Linked DNA regions of Mus musculus: region 2 is linked to region 1. A link is a contact called in public promoter capture Hi-C data. All regions are on one chromosome and are shown on one strand. The core of a region is the stretch at or near the end of the contact, and the rest is flanking DNA. Distances in the headings are between cores, read along the strand shown.

Evidence for each region. Capture Hi-C pulls out chosen DNA fragments and counts their contacts.
Region 2: a promoter capture Hi-C map of liver shows a contact between it and region 1. The contact joins the promoter of Oas1c here to the promoter of Ddx54 in region 1. A contact is called at or near these places in 4 of 39 promoter capture datasets (the C10 cell line, liver and pre-B cells), 1 of 15 datasets of contacts at CTCF or cohesin (the NIH/3T3 cell line), 8 of 484 Hi-C or Micro-C datasets (CD4 T cells, CD8 T cells, the STO cell line and 4 more), 4 of 115 datasets of contacts at active chromatin or transcription factors (effector CD8 T cells, embryonic stem cells and thymic regulatory T cells) and 3 of 9 other capture datasets (adipose tissue, liver and pancreatic islet).

The regions. Positions count from the first base shown.
Region 1 is chr5:120,610,071-120,616,625 of GRCm38.p6, forward strand. It overlaps Ddx54 (DEAD box helicase 54), which reads left to right and starts at 3,060. Exons shown (of 20, transcript NM_028041.2): 1 at 3,060-3,236. The coding sequence starts at 3,066. It overlaps Rita1 (RBPJ interacting and tubulin associated 1), which reads right to left and starts at 2,519. Exons shown (of 3, transcript NM_029096.3): 1 at 2,204-2,519; 2 at 1,308-1,659. The coding sequence starts at 1,576.
Region 2 is chr5:120,808,587-120,815,141 of GRCm38.p6, forward strand. Oas1c (2'-5' oligoadenylate synthetase 1C) reads right to left here and starts at 3,928. Exons shown (of 7, transcript NM_033541.4): 1 at 3,848-3,928; 2 at 1-458. The coding sequence starts at 177. It also overlaps the pseudogene Oas1b.

The DNA of each region.
Region 1 (6,555 bases), core at 1,810-4,309:
AATAAGCCTGACATTCTTTAATACAATGACAGGTATAGGTCCAAAGCAGCTCAGGGCTTCCCGCTCTCTTCTCCTGGAGACAAAAGGACAGATGACAGACCCCTTCCTGAATCTGCTCAGCTCCAGATTAATGGGAGTGATTAGGCCCATTAAGTGCCACATAAACAGAAGTAGCAGACACTGTCGCTTAGGGACAGCAAAAAGGCTCAGTGGGTAAGGGTGCTTGTGGCCAAGACTGGCGGCCTGCAGCCTGAGTTTGATCCTCCGCATGCACGTAGTAGAAGGAAAGAACTGACTCCAACAAGTTGTCCTTTGGCCTTTACCAGTGCACATCCCTCCCATCCCAAAACAACCAAATATAAATGTACTTTTCCAAAAAAGTCTATGTGAGCTCAGCAGAAATACATTATTTTTGCTTGAATAGTTCCCCTCCTCCCCAGAATCTCCTTTAATAAATTTTTATGGGGCTGGCGAGATGGCTCAGTGGGTAAGAGCACCAACTGCTCTTCCACAGGTCCTGAGTTCAAATCCCAGCAACCACATGGTGGCTCACAACCACCCGTAATGAGATCTGACACCCTCTTCTGGTGCTGTCTGAAGACAGTTACAGTGTACTTATGTACAATAATAAATAAATCTTTGGGCCGGAGCAACCAGGGCTGAGAGAGTGGGACGGACCAGAGAAAACAGGGTTGGTCCAAGTGAGCGGGGAAGACTGGAGCAAGCAGAGGTCCAGGTCCTAAATTCAATTCCCAACAACCACATGAAGGCTCACAACCATCTGTACAGCTACAGTGTACTCATATACATAAAATAAATCTAAAAAAAAAAAAAAAAAAAAAAAGAACCAAGGCGCTTGGCCATGGCCACACAACAGGTCCCTAACAAGCTGTTCCAGGAGACCTGACGGCTACTCTGGTGGTCAGTTTCAATTGCCAACTTGGCAAGATCTGGGATCATCAGGAAGGAGAGTGGCAGAGAGCAATCAGCTATGTCAGGCTGGCCCGCTGCCATACCTACGATAGACCTTCCCCTTAGTACTAGTGTTTTACCTGCACATGCCTGGGGTGTCAGAAGCGGGGGATGGGGGTCAGATACCCTGGGACTGAATAAAAGCAAGAGAGTGTGCTGAGCATGCAATGTGACCAACCATCTCCACCCCACACTGCTGTGACTTCTTATAACCAAGGAGAGCAACTCAAACCCTTTCTTGCCCAAGTTCCTTCTGCCAAGAGTATTTTATCACGGCAACCAGGAAAGGGACCAAGACAGCCACCCTTAAAACAGGAGTGCACCCCCCACCTTACCTGTATTTGTTTTTCTTCCTTGGTGTGAGGTTTGGGGTGCTGCCCCTGGAAGAGGGGGACTCACAGTCTCTCTTGGCCAGAGAGCCCTTCGGTGGTCCTGGGCCCACTCCTCTGGATCGGTTACAATTCTGCACCCAGGGTGGGTCAAAGTCTGGTTGGGCAGGTCTGGTTCTTGCTGGGCTGCCAAACAGGGTCTCATCCACATAGGATGCCCTGGCCTTGACCCTGTAGCTGGTGGGACTGCGGTGCTGAAGGTGGAGGGCTTTCATTCCGCTGCTGGGCCGGTGCCACCGGGGTCTTCACGTTGCCCAGTGGGTGTGGTGTGCCTGACAGACTCAGCCTCCAGGGCTCCCTGTAATAGGGGTCGGAATGAGCAATCAGCTTTTCCAAGTAAGAGCAGCAGCTTGGAATAACAAGCCCAAGGGCAAAAAGGGCTTTTTCTTGCTGAGGGAAAGCGACTGGTTTTTCTCAAAGGACTACTGTTGTTCAGTGGACACCTTGGAAGTGCTTCACTTTCTTGCCCGTCCCCGACACCCAATTTCAGTAGTCCAAGGTGGCCTGAAACTCACTATATTAAACTTTATTATATAGCCAAGAATGACCTTTAACTCCGGATCCTCCCGCTTCTACTTCCCACGGAGAACTGCACGATCGCCTGGCGTCTGAGGTGCATGGGTCAGGCTAAAGCAGGCACTGTCTTTTTAGTTGTGAAGACGGGAGAAAATGCCGTCAGCAAATATTTAATGAATAAGTAAATACACAATTACACCCTACAGTGTATGCTCAACAAATATAGTACGACTGCGGGCGTGCAGGGGAATGGCACCAACCAGACAAACTAATTAGGGTGGAAGAGGGAAAGGGGCTCCCAAGCTACTGTCGCCCCCCATTCCTACCTTGTGCAAAGCGCTTTGCAAACGTGGTGCGTTCCAGTCCTCGCCAACCAGTCTCATACGAAATGCATTTTCCCCGAGTCCAGCTCAGGCTCCCAACAGCAGAGTAGCAACGCACCGGCCAGCTTACAGAGCTGAAAGCGCAGGCGTCACGGGATCTCCATGCCTGGTGCTTTTTCTCCTGGAGCCTCCGGCCAGAAAGCTCTGTCTCCGCCACATTTAAAGCCTCATAGCACAGAATCAGCAAGGGCGCCACAGCGACACGCGCCCACCCGCATCCCTTGCTGGGCAACCGGTGCGACGCCCCACCCCTGCGCACTGGTACGTCCCTATACCCCGCCCTCGCGCTGATGGTACGTTCCACAGGCCACACCCCCAGCCTCATCTGTACATCCATTAGGCCCCGCCCCTTGGTAGGGTCAACCTTGCGTGGTTGGTACATTCCTCGAGTTTGTCCACACGTTCAGTTGTTATGTCCCTCAGGTCCTGCTCTCTTTACAGTTACCACATCTCTCACAGCTTGGCATTCGCGCAGTTAGTAGGTCCCTTAAGCATCTATCACGGTTCAGTTGACACATTCCGCCCCCACCAGTTGGTATGTCCCTCAGGCCTCGCCTCTGCCCGGCTGGTACACCACTTAGGCCCCGCCCCCGTTCTGTTGGTTCCTCCTTCTGGCTTCGCCCATTGATAAAGCCATGTTGACGCTCCGCCCCTGCGAAGTTGGTTGGTTTCCTCAGGCCCGGCCCCGCCCTACGGGTGAAACCTGGATTCTCGACGCCGCTCTTGCGTCTCACAGGCTCCGCCCCCGCGCAGTCGACGCGTCCCTTAGGCCCCGCCCTCTTCCGGGTCTAAGAGCCCGGCCCGCATGGCTGCTGGCAGACGTGTGGGACCTGGCCCGCCGTCGCGTCCCACCATGGCGCCGTGGAAGAAGAAGAGGCTGCGGAAACGCCGAACTGGGGCTTCCCAAGGCCGCGACAGCGACTCGGATGACGGCGAGTTCGAGATCCAGGCGGAGGATGACGCCCGGGCGAGGAAGGTAAGAGCGCGAGGGGGCTCCCTGTTCGGGCTCTCGGCCTGCGCCCTTCCGCTTGTCCGTCTCACTAATCGCGGTCCCTCATTGGGTCCCTTCGCGTGGGGGACGGGCTCGAGTTTACGCAGCCAATAGAAAGTGCAAGTGCGGAAGGTCCGCCTGAGTTTGGGGCGGTCTTAGATGAGAAAATTAAAGGGAAGGCCGGACCACTCTTCTGAGAAGCCGGTTTTAAACTAAACTAGTATTTACGGACTTATGTCGTGCTCTAGCTATGCCAGGCTCACCAGCAATGTCAGGGAGGACAGCAGGATTGGAACTGGGGATGGTCCGGTTCCAGTTGTATTCATCTTGGGGGATAGGTGTGATCACCAAGTGGGGCACAAAAGCCTATCGTTCATGACGCCCATCGTCTTGTGCATAGCGGGTATATCTGGTTCTCCATTTCTCCTTCCCAGCTCAGTCAATGAGCTGCACTCGTTAAGTGGTCAGTAAATGTGCAGAGACAGCTAGAGGCAATGAGAACGCTGGTGTTCATTGGCAAATACAAGAAGGCTGCTCCCGTGGTTCAGACCAAGGGTTTTGCTGAGGCCCAGTCCGGCACAGGCTGGCTGTAGTAAGACGTAATAAACTTTACAAGTCAAAACCCAGCCTGTGGGCTCTGAATGTAGCTTTGTTGATAGAGCGCTTGCCTGGCGTGTGCAGAGCCCTGGGTTTGAAGGCCATCACCAGGTAAAAGCAGGTATTGTGGCACACACCTGTAATCTTAGCTCCCAGGGTAGGAGTGGTGGCGGCAGGAGGATCAGGAGTCCAAGGCCACCCTGAGCTGGTAAGAGCGCCACCACCAATTCTTAATATTTTGCTGTACAAAAAAACCCAAAGGCTCCTCCAACCCGGGAAACACATGCTTATTAAAGGGCTTGTCGCACACCTGATGTAAATATGAACGGGAGAGCAGCCAAGTTCACACTGTACCATTACCCTCCACCAAAAATAAATAAATAAAGATGAAAAAAAGCAAGCCGGGCAGTGGTGGCACACGCTTTTAATCCCAGCACTCGGGAGGCAGAGGCAGGTGGATTTCTGAGTTCGAGGCCAGCCTGGTCTACAGAGTGAGTTCCAGGATAGCCAGGGCTATACAGAGAAACCCTGTCTCGAAAAACAAACAAACAAATAAACAAACAAAAAACAAAAACTAAAAAAACAAAAAGAAAAAACCCAACATCTTTGTGCGGTGCAATGAAACCAGAATATTACATTGGGTGCAGAGTCTGTTGACTTAGGATCAGTGGGGAAAGCCTTTTTCTTTCTTTTCTTTTCTTTTCTTTCTTTTTTTTTTTTTTTGTTTTTTGTTTTTTGTTTTTTGTTTTTTCGAGACAGAGTTTCTCTGTATAGTTCTAGCTGTCCTGGAACTCACTTTGTAGACCAGGCTGGCTTCGAACTCAGAAATCCGCCTGCCTCTGCCTTCCAAGTGCTGGGATTAAAGGCGTGCACCACCATGCCCAGCTGGGACAGCCTTTTTCATTCCCCACCCCCAACACACACACCTTTAGTTTGGGCAGGGTTAGAGACCAAACCTAGGGCCCTGTCTGTGCTAGGCATGTCTGTGTCTTTCAAGTAATCTTGGCCTAATTTATCTTCAAACAAAAATTCACCTGCCTTTACCTCCCAAGTGCTGGGATTAAAGGCGTGCGCCACCACACTGCCCTGCTTTTTTTGTATATCTTTATTTAGTCATTGTGTTTTGATGTGAGACAGGGTCTTGCTGTGTAGCCCTGGCAGGTCTGGAACTCACAGAGATCCTCCTGCCTTTGCCTCCGGAGTGCTGGTTACTGTCATATTGAGGTGACTGTCATAGCCCATCATGTTAAAGCACCAGGTAGGGTCTTGTGTAGCTCTAAGTAGCCTTGGACTCAGGAGGAGACAGGGATGGGTTTGATCTCTTGATCCTCCTACTTCTCTGGTGCTGGGATGACTGATGCGTGCCACCATGTTCCTTCCTAAGACCCACAAGAAGTTATACAATCACCTCTCTCATTAGAATCTAAAAGGTACCTGATGAGTGTCATCAAAAGGAGTCTAGTGAAGGAACTGGCTCTGGGGCCACCCACCTGCCATTTCAGCTCTCAGAAGGTAGACGCAAGAGGGTTGGGGGTTCAGAGGACCAGCCTGGGCACAGGAAACCCTGTCTGGAAAAGACCAAAAACGAAACAGAAAAGTTATACAAAGACACATAAAACATGTTTTGTTTTGTTTTTAAAGATTTATTTGTTTTATGGATGTGAGGACACTGTAGCTGTATAGATGGTTGTGAGCCACCATGTGGTTGTTGGGAATTGAATTTTAGGACCTCTGCTCACTCCAGTCAACCCTGCTCACTCTGGTTGGCCCCGCTTGCTCCAGTCAACTCCACTGGCTCAGTCCCTGTTCGCTCCGGCCCAAAGATTTATTTATTTATTATATATAAGTACACTGTAGCTGTCTTCAGACAGCGCCAGAAGAGGGCTCCAGATCTCATTACAGGTGGTTGTGAGCCACCAGGTGGTTGCTAGGATTTGAACTTGGGACCTTTGGAAGAGCAGTCAGTGTTACTTGCTGAGCCATCTCGCCTGCCCTGAAACATGTTATTTTTAAGCCAGAAAACAGATTGAGAAGTCAGAGAGTTGGCCCAGGAGGTAGAAACACCTGCCTGTTAAACCCGGTGACCTGATTTGATCCCTAGAACTTGCCTTACAAAGCTGGATATAAAAGCAGATCCGGACTCAGTTCACCCAGTTCCAAGGGATCCACTGCCCTCTTGTGGTCTCCTTGGGTACTACACACACATGCTGCCTATAATATCTGCAGGCAAGACATCTGTACATTTAAAAAGATGGATATCACCGTATCTGCAACCCCAACTTCCCTAGGGTGGAGATGGAAAGTAGAGACAGGAGAATTTCTGAGAAGCTCACAGGCCAACCATCCTGGAGTGCACCAATGGCAGAAATGATGGACCCCACTTAACCAGGGTGGAGAGATAGAGCTGAGTCTTAAAAGTTGGCTATGGCCACAGGACACTCGGGCCTCCACCCACACTGTGGCTTCCACGCACGTGTGCATGCACACTGCAGTAGTGATGCATTTTTAAAGGACAGCATGGAAGCGTGGAAGATAGCAGCACTGTGTTTGGTGAGCACTCTATTGAAGGAAATGGCCTGTGTCTGTGTTGGTCAGCATAGTAGCCACCAAACACGGCATCTTAAATATCTGTGTTCTGTTTACACCACCAGATCCCTGGTATTTAGCTACAGAACCTGGGTTCATCTTATATTTATAGCTACATGGC
Region 2 (6,555 bases), core at 2,678-5,177, 200 kb after region 1:
AACCCTGGAGACCCTCACAGGATGGGCGGCACCTTGGAAGCATCTCTCCTTCAGGAAAGCACTTATGGAGTCGATGTCTGCTCTGAGCTCAGTAAGGAAGGTGGTGTCAGGAAAGAGGTAATCACATATGAACTCGTCCAGCTCCCTGGCTTGGATGCTGCAGAGACCATTCTCCATCCTGAGGCCAGGAGTGTTTGCTGACTGCAGCCTTGCCTCATGAGTCAGCTGCCCCTTATATCCATAGCTGCTTTCTCTTCCCAGGAAGGGCGGGGCTATGCAAATCAGACCTCTGCACAGGCCACCTCTGGCTCCTGGGCTCCCTGACCCTCTGGGGTCTGTTTACCTGCTGGCATTTCTTTGGATTGTCAAACCCTCATCACAGCAGGCTGTGAACCAGGAGGCATGAAGCATCCTAAACATAGTTTCTGTTGTTCCTCCTTCTTGATCTTGAATTGTTACTAAAGAAAAATCATTTGATTGCCTTCTAGATTTTTAACAACAGAACACACACAGATAAACACACACACACTCACACTCACACACACGTCAGTAAAACATGAAGATCAAGTTAGATAAATCCAGAAAATGGTAGGCACCCATTTCAGCACAGCTGTGGTGGATTTGTCACAGGTCCTTGCTGGATATTGTAATCTGCAAGGTCCTGGCTAGCTTCTAGTTCAGACTTAGTGCCTCACAGTTCTTTGGGTTCTCAGATGCACACCCATGATGTGGCTATCGTCCAAGGCCTAATCCAAACCAATCTTTCTGCCCTTTACTCCCACCTCTGTCTGTCCGTCCATAAAGGACAAAGGCCACTGCCAAAGGCTTCAGAACCCTTCTGTGCACAGTGCTCCATGCAGCCATTGCCAAACAGCCAAGAGGGGAGGCAGACCCCTTATCCTGGCATGAGACACGCCTACCAGGCCAGCATAGGACACGCCTACCAGCATAGGACACGCCTACCAGGCCGAGAATTTTCATTAACACTGGGACTCCTGAGCAGGCTAATTGTTCTTTTCTCTCAGTTACTACGCAGACTGCAAAGGGTGACATGGCAGGAAACGCTGTTCCCACAGACATCATTCCCTCACGTTGGCCAGGTCCTTATTCTGTCTCTGACATTAAGATTTTGGGACATCCCCAAGGCCTTGCAGTTGCATTATCCATGAAGAACCCTGACCTGTGGCACAGGCTTCAGCAACATCATCCCACATGCCTGCCCTATACTTGGGCTCTGGTGTACAACACCCATCCAAGACGATGCTCCTGAGCTGGGGAGGGTACACCCCCACCCCCACCCCCACCCCCAACCCCACCCCACGAGGAGGCTGGGAAAAAGCAGGAGAGGCAGGCTCAAGCCAGGAGGAAGTGTTGAATGTGTCTAGTCCATAGAACTCTCAATCTCCAGCAAGCCATGGGTTTTTTGTTTGTTTGTTTGTTTGTTTTTGTTTTTGTTTTTTTAAATCCTGAGTGGGAGCTGGAGGTGAGCTGAGTCTGGGCCCAATCAGGCCAGATAGAGCTGACACAGTGTGGGCGGGGTCATGGGGCTCATGAAGAAAGCAGTGTGTCCCAGCAGAAGCTGGCTATGTGGCCAAGAGGGTGGTTCAGGGTCTTAAACCTTGTCATCTGGGCACTCCCAGACTCAGTCAGGCTTTCAGGGGCATTGATCTCACTGGGCTTAATGATACTCGCTAGGATACGGGGGGAAGGAGGGCGGCGGAGTAGAGATGAGCTGGACACACTATAATCCCAGCACGGAGGCAGGGAGATTGCTGCAAGTTGAAGGCTAGCCTAGCCTATGAGACTGTCTCCCAAACCAAGAACAAAAAGGGTCACTGAGTCACTGAGATAGCTCAGAGGGCACAGGTGTTTGTCACCAAGGCTGGTGGCCTGAGTTTGGTCCCCAGGACCTACGTGGTGGAAGGAGAGAGAGCCGACTTCTACATGCTGTCCTCTGACCTCACATACTCACACACAGGAAATAAATGTATAGACTATCTAAAGCACGATTAGCTTGGTGCTCCCCCAGATCTGCTCAGGACTCTCAGCTGGCCTCCCGTCCTCCCATCCTGGCACTTGTGGGAGGGGCCTTCAGCATCCCAGTTCCCTCAGAATCCACCATGCCTCCCAATGAGGCCAAGAAGATTGTACCTGGGGTCTGGGGAGATGGCTCAGAGGAGGGCCAGGCACTGGATGCTCTTGCAGAGGACCTGGGCTCACTTCCCAGATTTATTTGGTGGCTCACAAAAACCAACAACAATTTGTTGTTGTTTATTTTTCAAGACGGGATCTCACCACTGAGCTCTGACTATCATGGAACTCACTCTGTAGACCAGGCTAGCCAAAAAAAAAAAAAAAAAAAAAAAAAAAAAAAAAAACACAGAGGTCCAACTTCCTCTGACCCCAGAGTGCTGGGATCAAAGGCCTGTGACACTACACCTGGCTGACCAAAAGGAATTTAAAGCAGCTGACACTTTGTGCTGAGGGCTCACCTCTGACCTGGAATGACACAACTTTGGTCAGTGGAACTTCCCGCTCCTGTTTCTTTAAGGAAAGAACTGTGTTACTGCCCAGAGTGTGCTCTCAGCCACAGCATTGGGCAGGATCCTTTTTTTTTTTTTCCATTCATTTCTTCATCTGTTTTAGGGTTTTTTCCCCCTCACACTCTGGAGTGAATCCAGCTGTAGTGTAGCCCAGGATGGACCAGCCTCCACTATCCATCCTCCTGCATCAGCCTCTGCCTGCTGAACTGCTAGGGCCACCCACAATGCTGTTTTTCTTCCCTGTTTTCCTGCATGTGAAGGGCTAATGACCTAGAAGCCCCAGGCAGTCTGAGTGACTCCCTGCAGGAGGAGATATGGTGCTGATGTCAGTGTGCAGTGAGGATCAGGGAGGCCAACGGGGTAAGCACCCCACCAAAATCCACCAGCTTGGGGAAGCAGGACTAGGTCTGCAGACCCCCAAAGGTCCCATTTCCACCCTAATCCCCTGGAGCTCCCTGTGCCCGGTGAGCAGTCTCCACTAGCAATGGCTTCCTTCCTGGAGATGCATAAAGGCCAATCCTGCTCTTGCAGAAGGCCAGACTCTTTATTTCCTCATCGAAGTACATCCTGGTTAATGCTCGGGTGTGCACATGTGAGTATACACTTGTTTGTGTATTTGTGTGCATATGTGCACAGGCAAGCTCAGGAGTGTATTTAGTGTGTGCATGCCCTGTGCGTGTGCATGTGAATGTGTGTGTGTGTGTGTGTGTGTGTGTGTGTTTGGGACCTGCCATGTCAGTTCTCAGAATTGGAACTGGAAGCACAGCCCGAGCTCTTAAACTCTGAGCCCTCTCTCTGCCCTCTAAACAAGAGATGAGAAGATGGAGGCAGGGGTTGGAGGGCATCAAACTGTTTTGATGAGGCCTTGGGTATGTCACCCAAAGGTGATTTTCAACCTTGCCAGGGCCCTGAAAGACAGCTCATTTTAATAGTCACTGCTGACCTGTACTGTCCCCAGCTTGGTGGTACGGCCTGTACTTCACCCTTGGGGATGCCCAGACCCCACCCTCACCCAGACCCCCTGCACCACAGGGGAAAATGTAGGGTGTGAGTAGGAGAGGGGGCTTCTGGGAAGTCTGAGCTTTCTGTTAGAATTGTCTGTAATCCTAGACCTGCAAGTCCAGAGGTAAAGGAAAAACAAAACCTGGGGAGGTGCTGTTCTTAAAAAGAAAAAAAAAAAAAGCAGTTCCGCCTAAAACGTTTGCAGGAGATGGAAGCCGAGCTCAGGAGCCACCAGCCACCTTCTGTGGTTTCCTGATTCCGTTTCCCTTCTTCTACGTGCACAGATTGTTCCTAAAACGTACCGTGTAACAGCCTTTTTTCCAGAAGAAATCCCGAGAAAGCCAGGTCAGTTTCCTTACACATTCTTCCCTGGGCCGGATCTTAAGAAAGCTCAGGCTTGGATGGGGAGGTACCTGTTCAGAAGCCCTAACGCCATTGGCTGCTCGGGCCTGGATGATTTGCATATCCGCGCCCTTCCCGGGAAATGGAAACTGAAAGTCCCATTTCTGCTTCAGCCAGCCTAGGAGACACAGGACCTGCTGGCTGCAGAGGTAAAAGCTGGACCTAGGATGGAGCAGGATCTGAGGAGCATCCCGGCCTCGAAGCTTGATAAGTTCATAGAGAACCATCTCCCGGACACCAGCTTCTGTGCTGACCTCAGAGAAGTCATAGATGCCCTGTGTGCTCTCCTGAAGGACAGATCCTTCCGGGGCCCCGTCCGCCGAATGAGGGCCTCTAAAGGGGTCAAGGTGAGCCTTCCTCAGCCTGAGCTGGCCGAGATGAGGTGGGACAGGACTTTCAGAAGCCAGGCTGCAACCCTGATCCCTCCTCTTAATTCTGATCACAGCTGGCGATGGGTTCTTCCCCCCAAGTCCCACATCTGTATTGGAGAAGGAGCCTCAGCTACAGTTTATGTTCCCCACTCCCAGGCCATGTCCATTTCAGAGTCGGGGAAACTGAGGCCCAGAATGGCAAAGCAGTTTTCTGGAAAGTGGAGGGGCAGGTGGTGGGGCAGTGGTAATACAACCTTTGCACTGCTGTGTGACTTAGGGTAACTTAACTACCTTCTCCATGTCCAGTGTTCCACGCCCCAGGAATGATAAGGTCACATAGACTAAGTCAAATGTGACACGGAGGACAGACCAGGACTCGCCTGCTATGTGACTGGATTGATGGACCCTCTCTGGACTCGGTTCCCGGGCTGTCTGTCAAATCACATTTCATGACACTGGTACTTAACTCTCAGACTCTGTGAAGGGTGCAGAAATGAAGTTGTTTTCTTGTTTTCAGTTGACTGTATTTCTACATTTTTAGTTGTGAGTGGGGCTCTGTATGTGTTAGTGCAGGTTTGGTCAGAATTGAAAAGGGGGTGTCAGATCCCTTAGAGCTGCAGTTACATAGGTGGCTCTGAGCTGGCCTGCTTGGGTGCTGGGAACTAAACTGAGGTCATCAGCAGGAACAGCAGGCAGTTTTAGCTACTGACCCACCTCTCCATCCGGAGATGTGACAATTTGTAATGCCCTCTCTCAACAGTAGCTGATGCTCATGTGTGTTAGTGATGATTCTAAGCATTTTATTTAGGGAGGCTTTGTTCAGCATGAATTCTTCTTTTTATGATATTTGTTTTACAGACTTGGATCACCTTTATTGTTTTTTTCAGTTTCTCTATGATGTTATATGTTATTCTATATCACACAAGGCCATCTTCTCTTTAATGATGTCACTTGCGCATATTTCCTCCCAGCTAACAATGCCAACCATGGGACTATGGCTACATTCTCATATATCTGTATTAATTTAGTCATAGTCTCCTTCCAATCTCTACTATCCTTTACCTCCCACCAGACCCTCCCCAGAGATTCACTCTCTGATGGTATGTCACATGTGTGCAGCTAATGTGGGCACTGCATGAGTGCTACTGTACCCTTCCCAAACTCTTCTGTGCTTGTTTCATTTAGACCTCTCCCCCACTCCCATACACAGCCCCCCCCCCCACACACACACTTGAACACACAGAGACTCCACAGATGAACATGGATATTTTCCCTTCACGGTGTGGTTTATCTTCTGTATCAAGAGGAGATCCAGCACCCTCTATTTTCCTACATAGATTCTGATGTCACTCTTCAGGGCTGACTAATATTCTCCTGCACATCTAGCAGCTTGCTCCATCCATCCAACCATCCATCCATCCATCCATCCATCTATCACCTTGGTGATGGACTCCAGTTCAGCATCTGGACCTCCCAGCATGGCTCTCCCTGTCCTTTGTCATTCTCTTTCTTGTCTTTCAGGGCAAAGGCACCGCGCTCAAGGGCAGGTCAGACGCTGACCTGGTGGTGTTCCTTAACAATCTCACCAGCTTTGAGGATCAGTTAAACCAACAGGGAGTGTTGATTAAGGAAATTAAGAAACAGCTGTGCGAGGTTCAGCATGAGAGACGTTGTGGAGTGAAGTTTGAGGTCCACAGTTTAAGGAGTCCCAACTCCCGGGCTCTGAGCTTCAAGCTGAGCGCCCCCGACCTGCTGAAGGAGGTGAAGTTTGATGTGCTGCCAGCCTATGATTTACTGGGTAAGGCAGCCTGCCAGAGAGCCTCAGCTCACCCTTCTGCATGCCTTCATCCTCCCTTCTAGTTCCACCTCTGTGTGTGTGCACATGTGTGTTGCGTAGGTGTTCTCTTGTGTGTGGGTGTGATCCGGAACCATGGCTAACTCATCTCAAGAGTCATCCATCTTTTTTGAGACCTTGTCTCTCCCTGGTTCAGAATTCACACTTGAGCCTGACTGGCTGGGAAGAGCCCCAGGGACCCTCAGAGTCTCCCCCTTCTCAGTTCTGAGATTACAATCCTACACCACCAACACTGGCTTTTTCTCTGAGTTCTGGGATTCCGACGGGGGTCCTCATGCTTGCGAGCCAAGCACGTTACAGACTGAGCTATCTCCCCAGCCCACACCTTCCATCCCTGAACTGAAAACCATTATCATTTGAGAAATTCAACTAAAGAGAATGT